Linked DNA regions of Mus musculus: region 2 is linked to region 1. A link is a contact called in public HiChIP or PLAC-seq data. All regions are on one chromosome and are shown on one strand. Each heading gives the region's core, a stretch centred on a gene start, on an enhancer-like site or on the middle of the called end of the contact. The rest is flanking DNA. Distances are from core to core; before and after follow the strand shown. Region 1 holds the start of BC004004 (cDNA sequence BC004004). Region 2 holds the start of Glo1 (glyoxalase 1).

Evidence for each region. HiChIP or PLAC-seq counts read pairs in DNA pulled down with a chosen protein or histone mark.
Region 2: a contact with region 1 is called in an H3K4me3 HiChIP or PLAC-seq map of embryonic stem cells, with 5 read pairs. The contact joins the promoter of Glo1 here to the promoter of BC004004 in region 1. A contact is called at or near these places in 1 of 39 promoter capture datasets (liver) and 1 of 115 datasets of contacts at active chromatin or transcription factors (embryonic stem cells).

Annotation. Positions count from the first base shown.
Region 1 is chr17:29,266,364-29,271,783 of GRCm38.p6, forward strand. BC004004 (cDNA sequence BC004004) reads left to right here and starts at 2,425. Exons shown (of 9, transcript NM_030561.3): 1 at 2,425-2,639.
Region 2 is chr17:30,609,835-30,615,254 of GRCm38.p6, forward strand. It overlaps Glo1 (glyoxalase 1), which reads right to left and starts at 2,825. Exons shown (of 6, transcript NM_025374.3): 1 at 2,634-2,825. The coding sequence starts at 2,717.

The DNA of each region.
Region 1 (5,420 bases), core at 1,175-3,674:
TCTTTCTCCCTTAATCTTCATGGTTTATGTCATTAAGAATATCTTTATAGGGCTGGAGAGATGACTCCGCAGTTAAGAGCACAGACTGCTCTTCCAGAGGACCTGAGTTTAATTCCCAGCAACCACATGGTGGCTCACAACCATCTGTAATGGGATCTGATGCCCTCTTCTGATGTGTCTGAAGACAGTGACAGTGTACTCACATACATGAAATAAATAAGTCCTTTTTAAAAAAAAAAAAGCCTTATAAAAATCTCCAACTCAGCTTTTAATTAGTTAGGCCTGAAAACCTCTGCTATATCCAATTCATGACTCCTGAGTCAAGGTCCCTAAAAGACTAACAGACAGTTGAAGGTGACATGGGGCTCTAGGTCTCTGTCACTGTGTTACCTCTGACATCATGGGGGCTCATTCCTGAGTCCACCCAAAGCATCATAGGTGAGTGTCCCTGACCACTGCTTGGCTATGTGTGGTCTTGGTTTCTTTGCTTTTCTTTTTCTGGGCAAATCCCAGTTAATGTTTACCGAGTGATGCTGCCACAGAAGGTAGAATAGATTCATCTACACTCTGTTCCTAGCTCGGAACAGTAAATGTCTCTTCTTGGGAGACATCATCAATAAGGTTTAATCCCCCAGATTTTTTAAAAGGTTTTTTGTTTGTTTGTTTGTTTGTTTTTGTTTTTGTTTTTGTTTTTTATATGTACATGAGTACACTATTGCTCTCTTCAGACACACCAGAAGATGGCAATGGATCCCATTACAGATGGTTGTGAGCCACCATAAATTGAACTCAGGACCTCAGGAAGAGCAGGCAGTGCTCTTAACTGCTGAGCCATCTCTCCAGCCCTTCCCCCCTCCAGCCCTGTTCAAGAGAACAGCTAGAGATGCCTTGGAAAGAAACTCCCCAAAGCAGCCCAGTCTGTGAAACACCTTTTTTTTTTTTTTTTTTTTTTTTTTTTGGTTTTTCAAGACAGGGTTTCGCTGTGTAGCCCTGGCTGTCCTGGAGCTCACTCTGTAGACCAGGCTGGCCTTGAACTCAGAAATCTGCCTGCCTCTGCCTCCCGAGTGCTGGGATAAAAGGCTTGCGCTACCACTGCAAGGCTAGCCCTAAATTCTTAAAGACATTCTCTGTTCTCTTCCAGCCTGTCATCTAAGGAGGCTGCCACTCTGATCGTCACTGTTCTCTGTAAAGCTGGTGTCCTTAGGGAAACAGAACTGTACCTCTTCAGTGCAGTCTCACCTGTCTCTCTTTGCCTTGCAGCTTCAAGTGATGGGAACTCTGCTAACCCCAGTTCTCTCACTCGGTGAGGTTCTGAAAAGGGGACTTTGAGAATTTCCAAGGCCACCATAGATGAATTTAGGCTCCATATATTCTCCTTTTTAGTTTTTTTGTTTTTTTGTTTATTTGGTTTTTCGAGACAGGGTTTCTCTGTATAGCCCTGCCTGTCCTGGAACTCACTCTGCCCGGCAGCTACAGACAGTTCTAAGCCATTGTGTGGGTGCTGGAAAGTGAACTCTGGTCTTTTTCTGGAGCAGCAGGTGCTTGTAACTCCGGAGCCCTTTCTCTAGCCTGTGTAACTGTCATTTTAAGGGGTTAAAAACAAAGTCAGTTCTGGCAGGCTTAGTATGTCAGCTGAGGGTACAGGTAGTAGTGGGTGTCAGGAAAGGAGACTTATTTGTGCCTGTATGGGGAGAGCGTAGAGTGGCCTGGTGGCCTGGAGTCTTTGCTCTGGTTCATCTGACCCCATCTCACAGTCACCATGGCTTTTGAGTTATAGCATCAGGGCTGAGCCCAGCATTTTGTTTCAGGTCCCCGGGTAGAAATCAGTTAAAGGTTCTGATATAGAGGCTTGAGAGATGGCTTGGCTGTTCAGAAAGCTGTTTTCCCAAAGAATTTGAGTTCAGTTCCCAGAATCTATATCATTCTGCTCACAGTTGTCTGTAAGTCCAGTTCCATGGGATCCGGTGCCTCTGAAGACACTTATGTGCATGGAGAAGCGTACACATACTACACACACACACACACACACACACACACACACATATACAAACAGTTGCTGACTGCCACTCCCTATTTGTGAGAGAAACCTGCAGTCAGTTAACCAGCTCCATAAACCTGTTTGGCTGGTTCATGGTCAGGTGTTGTGAGAATGTTCATGTTACAATATATAATTCTTGAAGCAGTTTCCTAAGAGTACAGTGCTTAGTGATGCTTACCACAGAACCAGCAGTCAATAGATACAAACGAGTGAGCCAAGTGTAAATGGGAATGAATTGAGTCAATGAGTCCGGACCCCTAAAAAAATTTTTTTATTATTATTATTATTGTTGTTATTAATATTTTGAGACTTCTACGACTGAGAAGGCGCAGTAGTGCCATCTGGACGTCAGGGGGAGCAAGAGCACAAGCTTTTCAGATACCGCGAGATTTGCCCCGCGCCCCGCGCCCCGCGACCTCGCCAGATCTGTTTCGGAACCTGGGGCGCAAGGAGCTTTTCCTTTGTGTTCCAGCCCTGGCCGGCGGCGCGAGAACCACTTCCGGGTCGCGCTGCCGGAAGCAGGAAGTTGTTGGCCCACCCTCCTCGCCCGGCGGCTGCTGTCCCCGAGGCGGGAGGAGCCCGAGAGGGCGCGGGCCCGCATGTGAGTGACTGGGGCCCGAGGCCGGGAGGGGGGAGGCCGGCCGCCCTCCGCGGCCGCCGCTGCCTCGCGCCGCCCTCCTCGCCGCTCCCGTCCGCGTTCTGCTGACTGACAGCACCCCCGACCGCTCCCCGGGGCAGATCCCCTCTGACATCTTTCCCGAGGCTCCGCGGGGAGGGTGACGGGGTCCGACACTGCTCGAACTTGGTTCGCAGACGTGGCGGCCGTGTCCGAAAGCCCTGACCCCGCTTGCCAACCTGTCACAGATGCCTTAGCGTCACCCCTGAATGGCCCCTTCTTAGACATCTTAGCCCAAATGTTAAGGAGGAAGTACTTAATTTAATTTTATTTATTTTAATGTGGACTTAATGTGATAAACTTGGCGTCTCAGAACGTGGCATGGCACACTGACCCGTTTGCAGTCAATCGCCTGCCAGTACGAGAAAAATAAGCTGCCTAGTGTTTCCTTGCATTTTAAGACTTAAACCTTGCAAGCCATGTGTCGTGAGTATGCTATGTCAGAAACATAAAGGGACACGTTTGTCTTTTCACAGTGCCAGGCACAATGTCTTTCACAATGGAAGTACAGATTCACAAACTGGGTTTCGTTGGCTGCAATTTTGCCAAGATTTCGAGATTTCCCTTGACAGCTGGCCATCACCGAAAATAGAATATATCATTCCAGTCTTCACTGGTGATATTAACTCTCACCGGAGACTACACATCCCACAGTAATTATATGTCTATGTAGGCTATTGAATAGCTGTGTAAGGGGTAAAGAGGCCACAGGAGTTCTAAGAGGCCTTACATGAAGCAGAAGACAGATGTAAAGAGAAAGACAAGTATTCATGATAAGGTATGAAGGCTTTGGAGCTGAGGGAGGCCCGGAGCTAGACTTCACCATTGAGGTGAGCTTGGGAATGAACTGGAAGATGGTCCAGAAGGACACACAGGTGGCCACATCAACAGTGGCAGGAAGGGGAGGATCTTGAGCTCCAGAGATTGGTAGGAGTTCTCTGCTGTCAGCCTTTAATGAACACACTCGTGGTTACACGGGCAATGGGGGCTCTTGTCATTATAGCTTTAGAAGTGTTCATGGGGCTCAAGTGAAGGTGATCGATTTTTGCCACTTTCTAGGGCATATGATAAGTTGGTTTTATTTAGTGTATTTGATAATGGATCTCCTGGTGTGAATTCAGTACCCTTATGTGTTCATAGAGTTCTAATTTATTTTGATAAGTTATGGTTGGTTGGTTGGTTGGTTTGGTTTGGTTTTCCTCCCTGGCTAGCCTGGAACTCACTCTGTAAACCAGGCTGGTCTCCAGCCCTCCTCTGCCTCCCAAGTGTTGGGATTAAAGGCGTGTGTCACCTCATCTGGCAGCCTCGATAGGCCTATAGGTGGAAAACTCTGTTTATTAACTTTTAGAAGTAAGTGGTTGTCAGTCCGTTCTGCGTGAGAGACGCTAACAGGTGGTGGAACCCTATGCACAGTGAGGCGTGGTGTGGTCTTCCTGCTTCTGCATTCCCACTTAAAATAGAGCCAAACGCTGCTTTTATAGAATGGAGTCACCTCGGGCAAGGTACAACCTGAAAACTGCTGTTTCACACAGTATGAAGTAACACATAACAAGGCACACACAGCTTACAACCCCACACATTTTATGATCTGAAAGCCTGTATCACTTTGGTATCGAATGTTCTGTAGTCATCGCACTCTTGGTAGTAGAGATTACGCCTACATCTTCAGAGTCAAAGTCTTTCCCTTGTTCACTGGGTAGTTCCCAGTGTGGAACTTTTTATGGACCTCTCTCCCATTTGGTTAACTCAAAGTTGACTTGTTTCAGTTTCTCTCTTAAGAACACACGGGGAATGGGGGTTGGCTCAGTGGCAGAGCGCTGGACTGGTATGCGCCAGGCACTGCTCAGGTCCCCCTACTGAAGGGAAGCAATGCAGATTACAACTTAAGTCAGGCATGCTGACGACTGCCTTTAATCCCAGCACTTGGGAAATAGACTACATGGAATAGTTTCTTAAAACCAAACCATCCCGAGACCCCAGCTATACATGTACATGTATAGTATATGTATACACAGGTGGGCATGTTTGTGTGGAAAGTTCACCTTTGCTGCCTTGCAGTTTGGGCTGAGTGTTCACACATCCCAACTTTTATACCAGAAAGAGCCAAACTCAGGTCCTGAAATAGCAGTAACCGCCCGTGGTCAGGGAGCCCTCCTGCAGCCTGCATTTTCTCCATTCTCCAGTTCTCTGCCTTGGATCATTTTTCTGTGACCCAGTTTAAATGTCTGTCCTCCCTGCCTATTCTCTGACATTCAGAAAAGGTGAAGGTGCTTGCTTCCAGGCCTGCTGCTCACTAAAGCGACACCAGGCTGATGTGTATCAGGAGGAAGGGCACTCGGGGAACCACGAGACATGGTTTGGAGACAGTGTTCAGCGGGTCCTTTCTTTGGATTTGTTCCTTCATTGGGTTCTTTGATTTTTTTTTTTGTGTGCTCTCATTTTCTCTATTTTTAAAAAAACTTTTTAAAAGTTAATATGTGCATTGGCGCTGGAGTTACAGACAGTTTTGAGTTACTGGGAACTGTAGTTACTGGGAATTGAACCAGGATCCTCTGGAAAAATAGGCAATGCTTTTAACTACTGAACTATCTCTCTAGCCCCAAGTTGTTGTTGTTGTTAATATTAATATTCTGAGTGAGTGTATGCACCACATATATAATAAGAGGCCAGAAGAGGGTTCAGGTCTCCTGAAACGTAGGGGTAGGA
Region 2 (5,420 bases), core at 1,575-4,074, 1.3 Mb after region 1:
GCCTCCCTTGCACCGAGCCCTCCCACCACCACGGAATGCACCCTCAAACTGTGAGCCAAAATGACGCTTTCCTTGCTTTTCAGCAGGCACAAAAGCAACCAGTACACCAGAATGCTTTGTAATGCCTTTAATTCCGATTCCATCGGAGCTGGTATATGTTTGGCATAGGATGAAGTCAACCCCCCCCTCGCCCCGCCCCAAAGTGCCTTTCATGCTCTTTGCGGTTAGCATATAATCAAGCTAAGATTTCATTGGTTGCAGGCTTTTTCCCTGCCCCTCTACAAGTTGTACAATTACGCTTGAGTTATCTCAGAAGGGGAGAAGGAAGAGGCTGGGCATGTGGGCTCTTCTCTGGGCAAGTTACTCAAGTACCTGGGTCTAAGTCTCCTTATTTGTAAAATGGAGACAATTCTCCTTTCCTCATAGAGTTGCTACAGATGAACTTAAAACATCCGTCCAGGGCTTAGCACACTCAACACACACCATATATTATATAATTAGCTGTACATCTCCAAATGGTGTGCCCATTTGCCAAAAATGACTAATCTCAAAAGGAGAATTCCAAATCAAGAGAAATTAGGAGACTGTGAAATATAAATCAAAATCCAATAAAAGTGCACTTCGTATATTTTTAAAGATCTCCCTGAGGCTGGAGAGATGGTTCAATGGTTAAGAACACTGGCTGGCTGCTCTTCCAGTGGTCCTGAGTTCAAGTCCCAGCAACCACATGGTGGCTCACAACTACTGTAATGAGATCTGATGCCCTCTTCTGGTGTGTCTGAAGACAGCAAGACAGCAACAGTGTACTCTCATCTTTATAAAAAAAAGGATCTCCCTGAGATTTCTAGTTCATTCATTCATTCATTCATTCAGTTTTTGTTTGTTTGTTTGTTTGTTTGTTTGTTTTATTGGGTTTGTTGGTTGTTGTTGCTGCTGCTAAGCACTGAATTCAAAGTCAAGCATGCTCCCTACCACACCACATTCCCAGGCCCTAGAGTCTTACAGTTTGAACAGCCTGCTACCTAAAATCCCCAGTTACCTAGGGAGTCAACTGACACAGAACAATACCCAGAATCCGGGTGTGCTTTGTAGAAAATAGCACATAGCCCAGCAAGAGTTTTAATCTTTTAATCTCAGCACTTGGGAAACAGGCAGATGGATCTCTGTAAGTTTGAGGCCAGCCTGGTCTATACAGCAAGTTCCAGTACAGGCAAAGCTACATAGTGAGACCCTGTCTAAACAAGAAAATGTGTGTGTGTGTGTGTGTGTGTGTGTGTGTGTGTGTGTGAGAGAGAGAGAGAGAGAGAGAGAGAGAGAGAGTGGGGGGGAGGGAAGGATGGATGAACAAATTTTCAGTAATGTAGGAAACCAATTCACATGGAATGAACCAATTTATAGTGTATAAAATATCTAGGAGATCAACGATATGGTTCAGCTGCCAAGGCAAAGACCTGAATTTCCCAATACCCACAAATATGGAGAGAAAGTTGTTCACTGACGTACACACGCATGCACACACACACACACAATGTTAAAAAATTAAATGCATACTAAGGTTATGTATGGGTAAATAGAAGGAATGGGGAGAAGTGTGTGTGAGTGTGCCTGTATTCGGCCTTTCCTTCCTGCCTTAATTTTGTAGTGACTAAGAGTGTCCCTAAGTACACACCTGGTGCTAGTCAAAAGCTTTGGCAATTACAGTATGTCTGACTCTTGTTTGCCCTTAAGGCAAAGAACAAGCAGGGACCAAAGTCTTCACCATCTATCTGCCCCTCCTAGAGGTCTGCATAAAGCCCACATTCAATCCAGGAATTCACAATGATGCAGCACCTAATTGAATATAGGTGTTTACTGGCACGGATGACTATACAGGAATAAATTCCTCCGTCAGCCACCACGTCTAACTTTTGGCCATGCAGAGGCAGGGACCACACCTGAATGAGTCTTGCCTACTTTACTGTAAGTACAGCCGTGTTTAAGGGAAAGTTTTTCAATGCCATCGGTTAAGCTCCTTACTGGTTGTAACTACAAAACGAAAGGGTCCGAAGAAAAGTGTCTAAGATTCCCTCCAAGTCGAGGTCCTATTTATTATCTGTAATCTCTCCAGAGACTCTTGGTGGACAGAAGTGTGGACTTGAGCAATGGCAAAGCCAAGCAAGCAAAGGCAGTTAAATTCGAGCAACCGCAGTAGTTTGGAGGAGTGAACCCTGGCGGCAAGGCGACTACGAAAAAGAGTACGGCTGAGAGGGACCAGTTACAGAGGGGCCCCTTGAGCTATACAAGTTCTGAAAGTGCCTGCCCGTCTAAAGGGACATGGCGCCTAAGCCAGGATAACTGCACCCACAGACACGGAATCTGACCCTGAATCGCCCTGGCTTCAAGACACCGTGCCCAAAATAAACAAGTTAACGCACTCTGGGGGGCGTTTACAAGTTTTGAAATAACTTTCTGAAGATGGGGATCCCTCTGCACTGTCCCCCCGCCCCTGCCCCCATCGCCCTCTTTCCAGCTCACTCCACTGCGCCGTCAGCCGGCCGACATGCAAGCAGCGGCCAGACCGGGTTAGGATTCCGTCAGGCAGGGCCAGAGCCCCAGGTCGCTCCAGCCGCCGAAAAGGAGGCCCTGTCACCCACCTTGGTGCTAGGGTCTGGATCGGAGCAGCAGCTGAAAGCGGTCTCATCAGTGAGGCCACTGGACGCCGGCTGTGGCTCTGCCATGGCTGCCCTGGAGAATCACCAACCTGCCCTAGTAGCAAACAGGCCAGCGGACCACACGCTCCACAAGGCCCGGGGGACGCCTTTGCAGTCGGCTGAGTGACAGGCCAAGGGGCGGGCGGACGCGGCTCCCAGCCAACCACGGTGCACATGGCTGTTGGCTGTCTGCTGATTGGATTCCAGTGAGTCTGGTTCAGCATGGCGAGACTACATTTTCCAGAATGCCATTGTGCACAATAGTGGCAACTCTTAAAAAAAAAAAAAAAAAAAAGTGTTAGGAACCTGATTTTGCTTATAATTACAAAACTTGAAAACTACCCATTCCTCGGGGCGGCAACCTCATAGAAAATTTCAGCCTGGTGGAAATTACGCTTTTTAGAATAATGAGAGCTTGAACTGGGTGTTAATCTTTTTAAAAATTGTATAAGAACCTGAAGCCAGGATAATTGAAAACCATTCGAATTTAGGATTTTGTTTTTGTTTTCAAGCAGCTAAGTTTAAGTATTTCTTCCACTATATTTTTGCCCGGGGAGCATGGGGTACTTACTGGTCTTCCCAGAGCCTCCTTGGAGAATGTGTGTAGAGAATGTATGTAGAAAATGTGTGTAGAACCGAATAACTGTGGTTTGACTATGCAGTATACACAAACCACCTGAGTTTGAATGGGATTCTAATGACTCACTTCTACACACAGAGTATGTGTGTAGACAAAACTGATGGGATGTCTTATCTAAAATTAGCTTTTAAAATGTGGTGAATGGTACAGGTATGGTGGCTCACATCTGTAATCCCAGTCATTGGGAGGTAGAAGTAGGAAATTTAAAGCCAGTGTGGGCTACATAGTGAGTTCAAGGCCAACAATGGGCTTCATGTGACTCAGTCTTAAAAATAATTAAAGAAGCTTTGGTTCTTGGTGAATCTTTCCTTAATCTCTCCCTCTCTCATCCCCTCCCCTCCTTCTTGTTTATCTATGACCACATGATTAACACTAGGGAGAGAAATGTGACAGGAACTGATAACTCTAATGTAACAGAACATAAAGAAGACAAACCTGGTCTTAGGAGAAAGAGGTATAGGTCATATACATGTAAGGCCAATATAATAGGTTCTGTGTGCAGAATATGTAAAAAAAAATTACAGATCAATGAAAAATACAAACCAATAAAAAGTGGCAAAGAGGAGAACAGGCAGATTGCAAAACAGAGAACACCGTGTGTGAAAATTGACTTCAGTTTTCTAGTACATAGGGAAGTCCCTTCCGAGGCCTTCAGGTTAAGTTTTTAAAGTAAAAACCATCATGGTTAGTGTGGAAGGCAGAACACTGGAATCAACAGGCACAGCTGGCAGAAATCTAAATTACTAGAAACCTGTGGGGAACCTATTTGACAGCAGTTGGTGGAGCTGAGGGGAGCCCATCCTAGGACTCACTGCTAAGTATTTACGCTAGACAAAGATTATTATACTTATAGTCCACGTGACAAACAAAAGAAACAGCTGAATAGGGGGGGTGGAGGGGACAGGGCAGAGAGTGGCAAAAGGTACTTGTTAAACAGTAGGAAACTAGGTAGGTGATTATTTTCATAGACTGGATTATGAGACATAAATGAAAAAAATCTGCCAGAAATTCATATTCTAAAGTGGATAGATTCCACAAATAGAAATAAAATGAGTTAGCTGAGGCTCTGGCTCCATTAATAAAGGGCCTGCTGAACAGACATAAAGTCCTGAGTTCAAATCCCCAGAATCTATAGAAAAAACTCGGTGGTGCATGCCTGTAGTCCCAGAGAGATAGGCAGAAGCCTGGAGCTTGGTTAAGCAGCCTAGCCACACCTATGAAATAACATGAAATAACAGGATAATGATGAGAGATTCCTCCCAAAACAACAAAAGGTGGAGTACTGAGGAGAGACACCAGACATCCACCTCTATGCTTTCTTTTTCTTTTTTTCTTTTTCTTTTTTTTTTTTTTTTTTTTTTTTTTGGTTTTTCGAGACAGAGTTTCTCTGTATAGCCCTGGCTGTCCTGGAACTCACTCTGTAGACCAGGCTGGCCTCGAACTCAGAAATCCACCTGCCTCTGCCTCCCGAGTGCTGGGATTAAAGGCATGTGCCACCATGCCTGGCACCTCTGTGCTTTCTATCTGCAGGCAAATGTTCAGATACCCACACTAACAAGTATCACACACACAACACATCGTATACATATAGAAGAAGCAATATTAGTTTAATTGGTAGAACAAGCACACACAGCACACCTTTTTTCCCAGAAGACTTAAAATATGCAAAACAATATAGGGTGTTGATTATATCTAGCCAAACGCAATCTAGTTGTGGAGTCTGGAAGCTCCTGGAAATAAACAAGTTCTTCAAGGACAGGATTTCCTCTAAGGAGCAGCATCGAAGAAAAAGGTAGCTGGGAGATCTGCAGGAAATTTAAGAGTCCACCATGCTTCAATTTAAGGCTCACATTAGGCAAACACATGGTCACTGTATTATTCTTTATTTCTTCATATATAGCACAAATATTTTATACTATTTTTTTTTTTTGGTTTTTTTTGGTTTTTTTGTTTTTTGTTTTTTGTTTTTCAAGACAGGGTTTCTCTGTGTAGTCCTGGCTGCACTCTACAGAGTGGCCTAGAACTCAGAAATCCACCTGCCTCTGCATCCCAAGTGCTGAGATTAAAGGTGTGCACCAGCACTGCCCGGC